3 separate regions of the Mus musculus genome follow, and regions 1 and 2 are each linked to region 3. The links are chromatin contacts, called in public HiChIP or PLAC-seq maps. All regions are on one chromosome and are shown on one strand. Each heading gives the region's core, a stretch centred on a gene start, on an enhancer-like site or on the middle of the called end of the contact. The rest is flanking DNA. Distances are from core to core; before and after follow the strand shown. Region 1 overlaps Gm33517 (predicted gene, 33517). Region 2 holds the start of Ngef (neuronal guanine nucleotide exchange factor). Region 3 holds the start of Inpp5d (inositol polyphosphate-5-phosphatase D).

Region 1 (2,933 bases), core at 137-2,636, 120 kb after region 3:
ACCATGAACATCACCATGGCCTCAGATGGCAGCACAGGCCACCCATATCAACCTGGTCTCCAGTTCTGCCTCTCTCCACAGCGCATGTAATGTTGTTTTCTGTCTTTGCCATCTCTTCATTACCATTGTTGTGGTGCCTGGGCACTGCCCTCGGCACAAGGTGGAGTGGCCTTTAATTTTTTTTTTTAAGTTTTTTGACACTAGGTTTCTCTGTGTAGTCCTGGCTGTCCTGGAACTTGCATTGAGAACCAAGCTGGTTTCAAACTCAGAGATTCACCAGTCTCTGCCTTTTGAGTGCTGGGATTAAACATGTATGCCACCATGCCCCAACTAAATTAAAAAATTTTAAATGGTCAGGATATAAAGTCTACCTGGTGGAAGAATAGCCATCATTGGCCTCATCCCTGCAGGATGCTGTTTGCCTAGACTTCTCCTCGTCGTTGAGTATCATCAGATTTCATCCATGTGACAGACACCTGAAACCATTTAAGGAGGACAAGCTTTATTGTTGGGTTGAGATTTGAGCAAGTGATGTCACAGAGGTTTTGACAGACCTATGACACTCACACCATAGGAACAGGCATCTGAGTGTGTCCTTGGTTGTCTCACCTCCTCCTCCTGCGAACTCCCACTTACTCCATCTAGGCCCCCAACTCACTGGATAGTGCCACCCACATTCAAGGAAGGTCTTTATCCATTACTTAATTCTCTCTGGAAAGCCCTCATGGACACATTCAGAATTGTTCTTTGCTAATCTAGGCATCTCTCAATCCAGTCAGGCTGACAATCAAGTCTGGGGGCGGGGAGGAGGGACAGGATGCCGTTAATACATGTGCACTTGTGGTACAAGGCGCACATGTGTATGTGGGCATACAAAAACTAGAGGTCAACCGTGCATGTCTTTTATCATCCTGTACCTTATTTTTTGAGACAGAGCTCTCAGTGAGCCATGCGTTCACCTTATGATGGCAATACTAGTTGGCCAATGAGCTTCAGGATCCATTTGTGCCCTTCTGCCCCACCCCCCTGCCCCATGCCCTTAACTCTAGCTCTTGGGTTTTACACACATACCATATATCCAGCTATTTTGCATAGTCTAGGGTTCCAAACTCTGAAACCTCAGGCTTAAGTGTCAGCACTTAACTGAGTTATCTCTGCTGCCCAGCAATCAAGAGTAACTGTCATATTGTGCACGGTGATTTGCAAAGCATCTCAACAAATCACTGTCTTAACTCTGAGTCTCATTAAAGACAAATGTCAACTTGACCGCTAAGCAAAAAACCATATCTTACGGCATATGATATTTCAATATTCATTTGTTGAATATTCTCCTGCTGCTGCACTTTCTGGTTCTGCCACACGAGAGTGCAGTGTTGGTGAGACACCCTGTGGAGCTATAAATATCTCATGACTCATTTGAACAGCCCGTTTTGAAATGGTGTCCCTTCATTTTCTGTTTAGGAAAAGAAAAAATAGCTTCAACATATGGCAACAACAGTATTTTCTAATATTCTAGGTTATTCTAATCTTTCTAATTATAACCTTCAGTTTACAATTTTTTTAAAAAAAATCAGTATCTTACCAGCAAATACTATCATTTAAAACAGAATGTGACTTACTCAAAATTCATGTGATCTCAGCTCCAGAAACTCCTGAGCTTTAGACATAGATGAATGCTTACACAGAATCCTAGAGAACTGAGCAGCAGGACAATCGTGGTCATTACTTGCAAGAAGAAAGAACTGGCTTGGTGACTGCCAAGTTGTCTACCTAGCCCTGGGGCTTGCCTGGTGTAGTAGTGGCAGGTAAGAAGAAAACCCCAACAATAATCCAGACCATGCATGCAACCAGGAAAGAAGAGGCTGTTGCCAAAAGGGTAGAAGAAGGAGAGCTGGGCAGGCCAAGAAGGGATGCTCTACAAGTCCCTTTGGGAAGACGCCCACCTCTCCAAATGAACCCTCAAGGAAGATTGGCCCACCTTCTTGCCACACTGGTTGTTAAGAGCCAAAGATCAGGCTCTATTAGGGGAGCCATTGATTTACCACGTGGATAGGAGGAATGAGTAACAAAACTAATAGGACACAAGCAAAGGGAAGGGAAACAGCTGTATTAGTCAGGGTTCTCTAGAGTCACAGAACTTATGGATAATTTCTAAATAGTAAAGGAATTTATTGATGACTTACAGTCGGCAGCCCAATTCCCAACAATGGTTCAGTCGCAGCTGTGAATGGAAGTCCAAGGATCTAGCAGTTACTCAGTCTCACGAAGCAAGCAGGCGAAGGAGCAATAGCAAGAGCTAGACTCCCTTCTTCCAATGTCCTTATATTGTCTCCAGCAGAAGGTGTAGCCCAGATTAAAGGTGTGTTCCACCACACCTTTAATCCCAGATGAAAGGCGTAGCCCAGATTAAAGGTGTGTTCCTTAAACTCGGAGATTCAATCTTCTGGAATCCATAGCCACTATGGCTCAAGATCTTCAAACCAAGATCCAGATAAGGATCTCCAAGCCTCCAGATAAGGGTCACTGGTGAGCCTTCCAATTCCGGATTGTAGTTCATTTCAAATATTGTCAAGTTGACAACCAGGAATAGCCACTACAATCCACCCCTTGTCAACTTGACACAAATAATATCTCATGTTCACATGAAACAATAACAAGGTTGTAAATACGCCTAACATGATAAAACTATCCCTCGTACAATCGCAAACGCATTAGTAAATTTACAATGGGCATTCATATTACTTATAATCCTCGTTTCTGCAACTGGTTACGTGGCCTTAATTGGTATTTATAACTACCTTCCTCTACTACCCATTCTGTATTTCCTTCACCTTCAGCCAGCACCTCAGCAGGTCTTGGCTCTTTTCCTGGAGGATTGACCCATACCTTCATTCCTGATGGGTCTGTGTCCTTTGTCATCCTGGTTGGATTAG
Region 2 (2,899 bases), core at 235-2,734, 110 kb before region 3:
GACCAAGAGTGTTCTCCAAGAGACATCAAGATCAATACCCACTGCTAAAGCCCAGCATAGAGTCTCAAGCTCATAACCCTGGAACTCAAGTTCTCAGGCAGGAGGTGAGGTCCAGGCTAGCCTGGGCTACTGAGTAAATTCCAGGCCAGCCAGGGTTGCAGTGTGAGACTCAGTCTCACAAACACACCACAATCCCAGCTAAATTAGCTCAGTGGTGCAGCACTAATAAAACTCGGCAGTTCTGCCTAGGAAACCATTAGAACTAGTCATGTCAAAAGCCGCATGCCAGTCAGCCCAGCAGCCAGGGTCCCCTGGAAGCCACCAGGCTCTCATGGTCCAAACGAGTCGCTGCCTGCCCTGGACCCACCTATTTGTTCAATGAGGTTTCTCCAGGAGTCGGCGGGAATGGGATGGATCATCTGCAGGGCCTCCGTGAGAGTGGTGGGGCTGTCGGTGAGGGCTGGGCACTCCTCGGGTGTGGTTCCATTTCCAGGGGTGGAGGATGACTCGCTGCAAGAGAAGGAGGAGAGCGACGGCTGTTTATTTTTAAGCAACGACACACCTTGGCTAGATCGCAAGAGGCGACTGTCGGTCAGCACAAGCGGCTGCTGCCTGGAGGGTACTGCCCCTAAGAGCTTCCAAGCCAAGGGGGGCCACAGTGGCCGCCACGTGTCCGGACCGGGCGAGCCCGACAAACCCTTTTTGTCACCATACCAGGGCGCGACGGGGTGATTCACTCCTACACCAGTCCGCCCAAACCTTCATGTTTTTCGAGCTCGCGGACAGGCGTCGGAAAGTTGGCGTACCCTAGCCGCTGCACAGCGCGGAAGGCCGCCCCAACGGGTCCTGCCAGCCCGCTGCCACCCCACTCCCTTAGCCGTCCCGTGCCCCCTGGCCCCACTCGAGGCTCTGTCCTCCAGTTCCAGAGACTGGGAGCGCAGAGAGGGGCGAAGGGCGGGACGCGCACACTCTGGGCGTCCAGGGACAAGGTGCAGGAGGCCATCCCACGCTGGGACTGGGTGCTAGTGACCTGGAACAGGACGCACGGCTCTCCCAGGGGGAAGGTCCGTCGGATTAGAGTTAGTGGGGGGCAGCAGGAGCCCGGGGGCCGAGGACCCGGATAGGCCGCAGGGGTCCGAGATCATCGCCTAGGGAGCGAGTGTGAGGGAGTACGTGGGGACATTGCGCGGGGGCCGGGATACAGCGGGTCCTCACCTGCCCGGCAGGTGTCCCGCCGCCGAGTCGCGCGTGTCGCTCTCCGAGGTGGAGCTGTCGTGGTCCACGGCGCAGGCGGCGCTGAAGGCTGCAGCCAGCAGCTCCATGGGGACCAGCGACCGGGTAGGCTCAGGGGCTGGTGGGGAGCCGCGCGGGGGGCCCAGGGCCCAGCCGGGGGCAATGCGCGGGCTCTGAGTGAGGTCGCAGCGCGCGCGGCTCAAGCCGGAGCTGCCGCCGCCGCTGCTGTAGAGCGCTCCCGCGGACGAGCGCGCGCCTGGAGGCTCCCGGGGTTGCCACGGCAACGGGGGAGGCGGGCGGGGCGCGCGCGGCGGGGGCGAGGCCGGCGGCGGCGAGGTGGGGGCGCTAGGGCCGGGTGCACCCGGACCAGGGGGCGGTGACTCCCCACATGGACCGGAGCCGCGCAGCGCCTGCCTCCCCCGCGGCCGCCGGGTGCCGGGAGACGCGGGGACAGAGGGAACAGAGCTGCCTCAGCCTATCTCCCCTCTTGCCAGTGGGTCGTTTTTCATAGCTCCGCCCCGGGTTTCTTGAAGGGGAGGGCGAGGCGACCCTCTGTCCCATCCCTTGCCCATTACAATTCAGTCTCCTAGATCATGCTTTGGGAATATATGCCCTCTACTCCCAGTTGGAGAGAAAACAGTTATTTCTCCTGCACTCTTGCTCTTGACTCTCAGGTGTGTGTGTGTGTGTGTGTGTGTGTGTGTGTGTGTGTGTGTGTGTGTGTGTGTGTGAAACCCCCCCACCACCACCACCACTGCAGACGTTTTTCCTGAGTGGGTCTTTCTGCTGGACCAAATCTTTCCCAGCGACCCCCAAACGCTGCCAGGAGGGAGTTAAGGAGAAGTTTCCAGAAACTGCAGTAGGATTTCCCTACCCACAAGTAGATCTGCACCCTACTGTTTGTTAGCTAGTACAGCGCTCAGATAAAACGAGAGGATAAGGAGAGAAATATCTCAAGTCAAGAGTAGTGTGGCCAGTTCTGTAGGTACCTGAGGGTGAGGGTGGGACACAGTGTTCCCCAGCATGGCCCCCTCCACACTCCACCTGTGGGCATTGGTTATAAGGAACCTGTTCCTGGGGGTTTGAGGCAGCTGTGTTTATTGGTTTTTCTGGTATATGAGTATTTTGCCTGCATGTATGTATGTGACCAATGTGTTTGACTGGTACCTTTCAAAATCAGAAAAGAGCGTTGGATCCCTGGAACCGGAATTATGGAATTATTGGAGTTACATGGTTGTGAGCCACCATGTGTGTGCTGGCAACTGAACCTGGGTTCTCTGCTAGAGCAACATGTGTTCTTAACACCTGAGTTGTTGCTCCAGCCTCAAGTGTTGCTTGTTCTTGGATGAGTAGGTGGGAGGCACAGCGGCTGGGACTCAAGAGAAACAGCGATGGCTTTGGGAAGGGAGGGTTGTTTTATTTGGAAGGGGCAATGGTTAGTTTAATTGCCATATGACACAGCCTAGCAAGCAACCACAGAAGAGAGTCTGAAGGAGGGCTTGTCTACATCAGTCATGTCTGTGGGGAATTGTCTTGACTAGGTTAATTGAGGTGGGAAAACCCAGTCTACCTTTGACTGTGCCATTCCCATAAACGGTGTTAGACAGAAAACCAAACCAAACCAAACCTGAGCTAAGTGGTGTAAGCATGCATATGCTCCTGTCTC
Region 3 (2,700 bases), core at 189-2,688:
CCTCTGCATCAGCTCCTGCTTCCTGACCTGCTTGAGTTCCAGTCCTGACTTCCTTTGGTGATGAACAGCAGTATGGAAGTGTAAGCCGAATAAACCCTTTCCTCCCCAACTTGCTTCTTGGTCATGATGTTTGTGCAGGAATAGAAACCCTGACTAAGACAATGTGTTAGACAGAGATTTCCTAAGGAGGGCTGCATGGGGTACTGTGAACTTGAGAGGACTCCATGAAGGGTCCCTTGTAGAGTTAGAGTTAACATCTTCAGCCTCCAGGTGGCAAAATCAGAATGTAGACGTGAGCTCTTGTCGAGACCATGTCCCCTCCCTCTGGCTCAGGACCTGGCTGGAGTACTCTACCCACTCTCAGATTTCCCACCAGCTGTGCCCTGCAGGCCCCAAGCTCCTGCCATGGATGACATCAACACAGCTCCCATGTCCTCCACACACCAGAGCTCCTTTCTGAATTACACCCTGCAGTCTAAAGAAAACTGAGGCTGAGAGCGATAAGCTCAACCAAGCTCCAGTATGTGCGTGCATGTGTGTGTAGGGGGGTGCCTGGCTTAGGTCTGTTGTCACATCTAACGTGACAAGGTTCAGATGAAGGAGTGAACAATCACCACTTCTGCCGTAAGCCAGCACTTCCCTTGGTGGGCCTGGCCTGAGGAACAAGGTCACCCAGCTCTGGGATCAAAGGGACAGTGGCTACCTTAGTACCTGCAGAACTCAGCTAGTACTGAACGGTGACCTTTAAGGGGTGAGCAAACATAGCCATGTCTAGCCACAGAGGGAATAGCCTGACTGGCCATTTGGGCTTCTGCAGTGCAGAACGCGGTAACATATATCACCAAAGTGGCCAGCTTGCACCATAGGGACATGTAAGCCCTTCCGTGAGCCCCAGGTGCCCAGCAGAGGTCCAGAGGGGCCAAACCAGACTGTTTTAGCTAGGGAATAGTGTTGCTCACAGTGGGCTGGGTCTTCTGACATCAACTAGCTTCATTAAAACAACCCCTACAGATGTATCCACAGGCTAGCCCAATGCAGACGTTCCCTCATGGAGATTCTCTTCCTGGGCAATCCTATGTTGTGTCAAGTTGACAGTTAAAGCTCACCATCACAAGTATGCTGGGTGGCGCTGGGGAAAACTGTGACCACCCTTGTGGACATCAGCAAAGGTTTCTGAGAGCCATGCCTTTGGCCTATTCACAAATGTTGGGCCAGGCTTGAGAAGTCAGCCATGAAACCTGACGCTAAAAGAGCCCTTGCGTCCCTCGTGTGGAACTTCGGCTGATAATGGACGCTTCTGGAGGTTAGGTCCCATTCAGGGGAAATAGAGAGCCAGTGAGTGAGAGGGTGGAGCAGGCAGCCAGTGCTGGCTGGGTGGGAAGGTAGATGATGCCCCCCCCCCACTTGGTTTCTATAATGAGGAAGTTCTGTGCAGCTCAGTTTCCTCTCCCTCGCTGAGTGCCTGAAACAGGAAGTCAGTCAGTTAAGCTGGTAGGAGCAGCAGAGGCAATTTCTGAGAGGCAACAGGCGGCAGGTCTCAGCCTAGAGAGGGCCCTGAACTACTTTGCTGGAGTGTCCGTCCTGGGAGTGGCTGCTGACCCAGTCCAGGAGACCCATGCCTGCCATGGTCCCTGGGTGGAACCATGGCAACATCACCCGCTCCAAGGCAGAGGAGCTACTTTCCAGAGCCGGCAAGGACGGGAGCTTCCTTGTGCGTGCCAGCGAGTCCATCCCCCGGGCCTACGCACTCTGCGTGCTGTGAGTACCCGTCTCCTCCCAACTGTCAGATCCAGGGACCACTGAGGTGTGGATCCAAAGGGGGAACCCCTGTAATGGGAGTTTGAGTTAGGTTTATGTCATAGGATGGTGGGACGTGACTGGCACTTCGTTGCCCTGTGGGGAGGGGAGAAGGGGGGGCAGCATCTGAGGCCCACTTTGGACCTTGGCGTTCGAGTTCAGGGAGCCTGTGTCATGACAGGCTTGTGTGGTGCTAGGGCTCTCTGAGTGACTCTGGGCCTCCCCTATACTGCAGCCCTCCATGACCTGTGGTGCCAGGGGTCTCCGTGAGTTCCTGTGGCAGGAGCAGGGACAGAGTCAGGAAGAAACTCAGGCCTCTCTGGTGGAGGGTGTATTGGAATGCATTTTGGTCAGCTCAAGCGTCAGTCAGGGACTCAGTGAAGGGCAACCTTGGCAAAAGGGTCCCCTCCTCCACCCTGCTAGTATGTGGTCTTAGAGCTAATTCTATTTGGGGAGCTGAGTCCGGGGTGCATTTAATCAGGATAGGATTCCTCGTGTACACATTTTACTCTAGGCTGCAAGGACACAGGAAGCCACAGAGCTGCTCTCTGAGTAGGTCTCTGTCCCTCCTTGCACTCAGCTATGTCCCTCCCTATCCAGGTCTCTGCCCCCGTTGGTACCCCCCCACAGCCCAGTGTGAAGATGTTGCTGAATATGCTGGTTATCCTAACAACAGAGGAAACAGCCACTTGCTGAAGGTTCCTTTTTAACACTCCGTCCGTCTAGCGTCTTCTGAGGAAGGCCGCCACCCCTATAGTCCTGTGGTCAGACCCTGTCCAGGCTTCAGGCTGGAGCAGGGCAGGAACACTGTCAGGAAGGGTGTGCCTACTTGAACAGCACAGGTACCATCTGATAGATTGTCCCTGGACTGAGAGAAAGATCTTTCAGAGCAGCTAGCTGCCC

Evidence for each region. HiChIP or PLAC-seq counts read pairs in DNA pulled down with a chosen protein or histone mark.
Region 1: a contact with region 3 is called in an H3K27ac HiChIP or PLAC-seq map of the HPC-7 cell line, with 5 times the contacts expected there. The contact joins the enhancer-like site here to the promoter of Inpp5d in region 3. A contact is called at or near these places in 2 of 39 promoter capture datasets (the 3T3-L1 cell line and hippocampal neurons), 1 of 484 Hi-C or Micro-C datasets (cerebral cortex), 4 of 115 datasets of contacts at active chromatin or transcription factors (the HPC-7 cell line, acute myeloid leukemia, double positive thymocytes and 1 more) and 2 of 9 other capture datasets (embryonic stem cells and pancreatic islet).
Region 2: a contact with region 3 is called in an H3K27ac HiChIP or PLAC-seq map of thymic regulatory T cells, with 4 times the contacts expected there. The contact joins the promoter of Ngef here to the promoter of Inpp5d in region 3. A contact is called at or near these places in 6 of 39 promoter capture datasets (embryonic stem cells, hippocampal neurons, liver and 1 more), 1 of 484 Hi-C or Micro-C datasets (the C2C12 cell line), 14 of 115 datasets of contacts at active chromatin or transcription factors (VIP interneurons, acute myeloid leukemia, astrocytes and 11 more) and 4 of 9 other capture datasets (adipose tissue, embryonic stem cells, macrophages and 1 more).

What each region holds. Positions count from the first base shown.
Region 1 is chr1:87,739,410-87,742,342 of GRCm38.p6, forward strand. Gm33517 (predicted gene, 33517) reads right to left here. Exons shown (of 4, transcript NR_157047.1): 2 at 1,293-1,453; 3 at 372-476. Among named protein-coding and RNA genes, the nearest start is that of Gm33517, 15 kb to the right of the region's middle. Within about 2 kb of position 1,387, at least 22 of the 459 cell types and tissues checked have an H3K27ac peak or open chromatin away from gene starts, as enhancers often do. A contact at or near this core is called in the HPC-7 cell line, where this site is marked.
Region 2 is chr1:87,508,878-87,511,776 of GRCm38.p6, forward strand. Ngef (neuronal guanine nucleotide exchange factor) reads right to left here and starts at 1,485. Exons shown (of 13, transcript NM_019867.2): 1 at 1,216-1,485; 2 at 368-510. The coding sequence starts at 1,322.
Region 3 is chr1:87,618,874-87,621,573 of GRCm38.p6, forward strand. Inpp5d (inositol polyphosphate-5-phosphatase D) reads left to right here and starts at 1,439. Exons shown (of 27, transcript NM_010566.3): 1 at 1,439-1,758. The coding sequence starts at 1,616.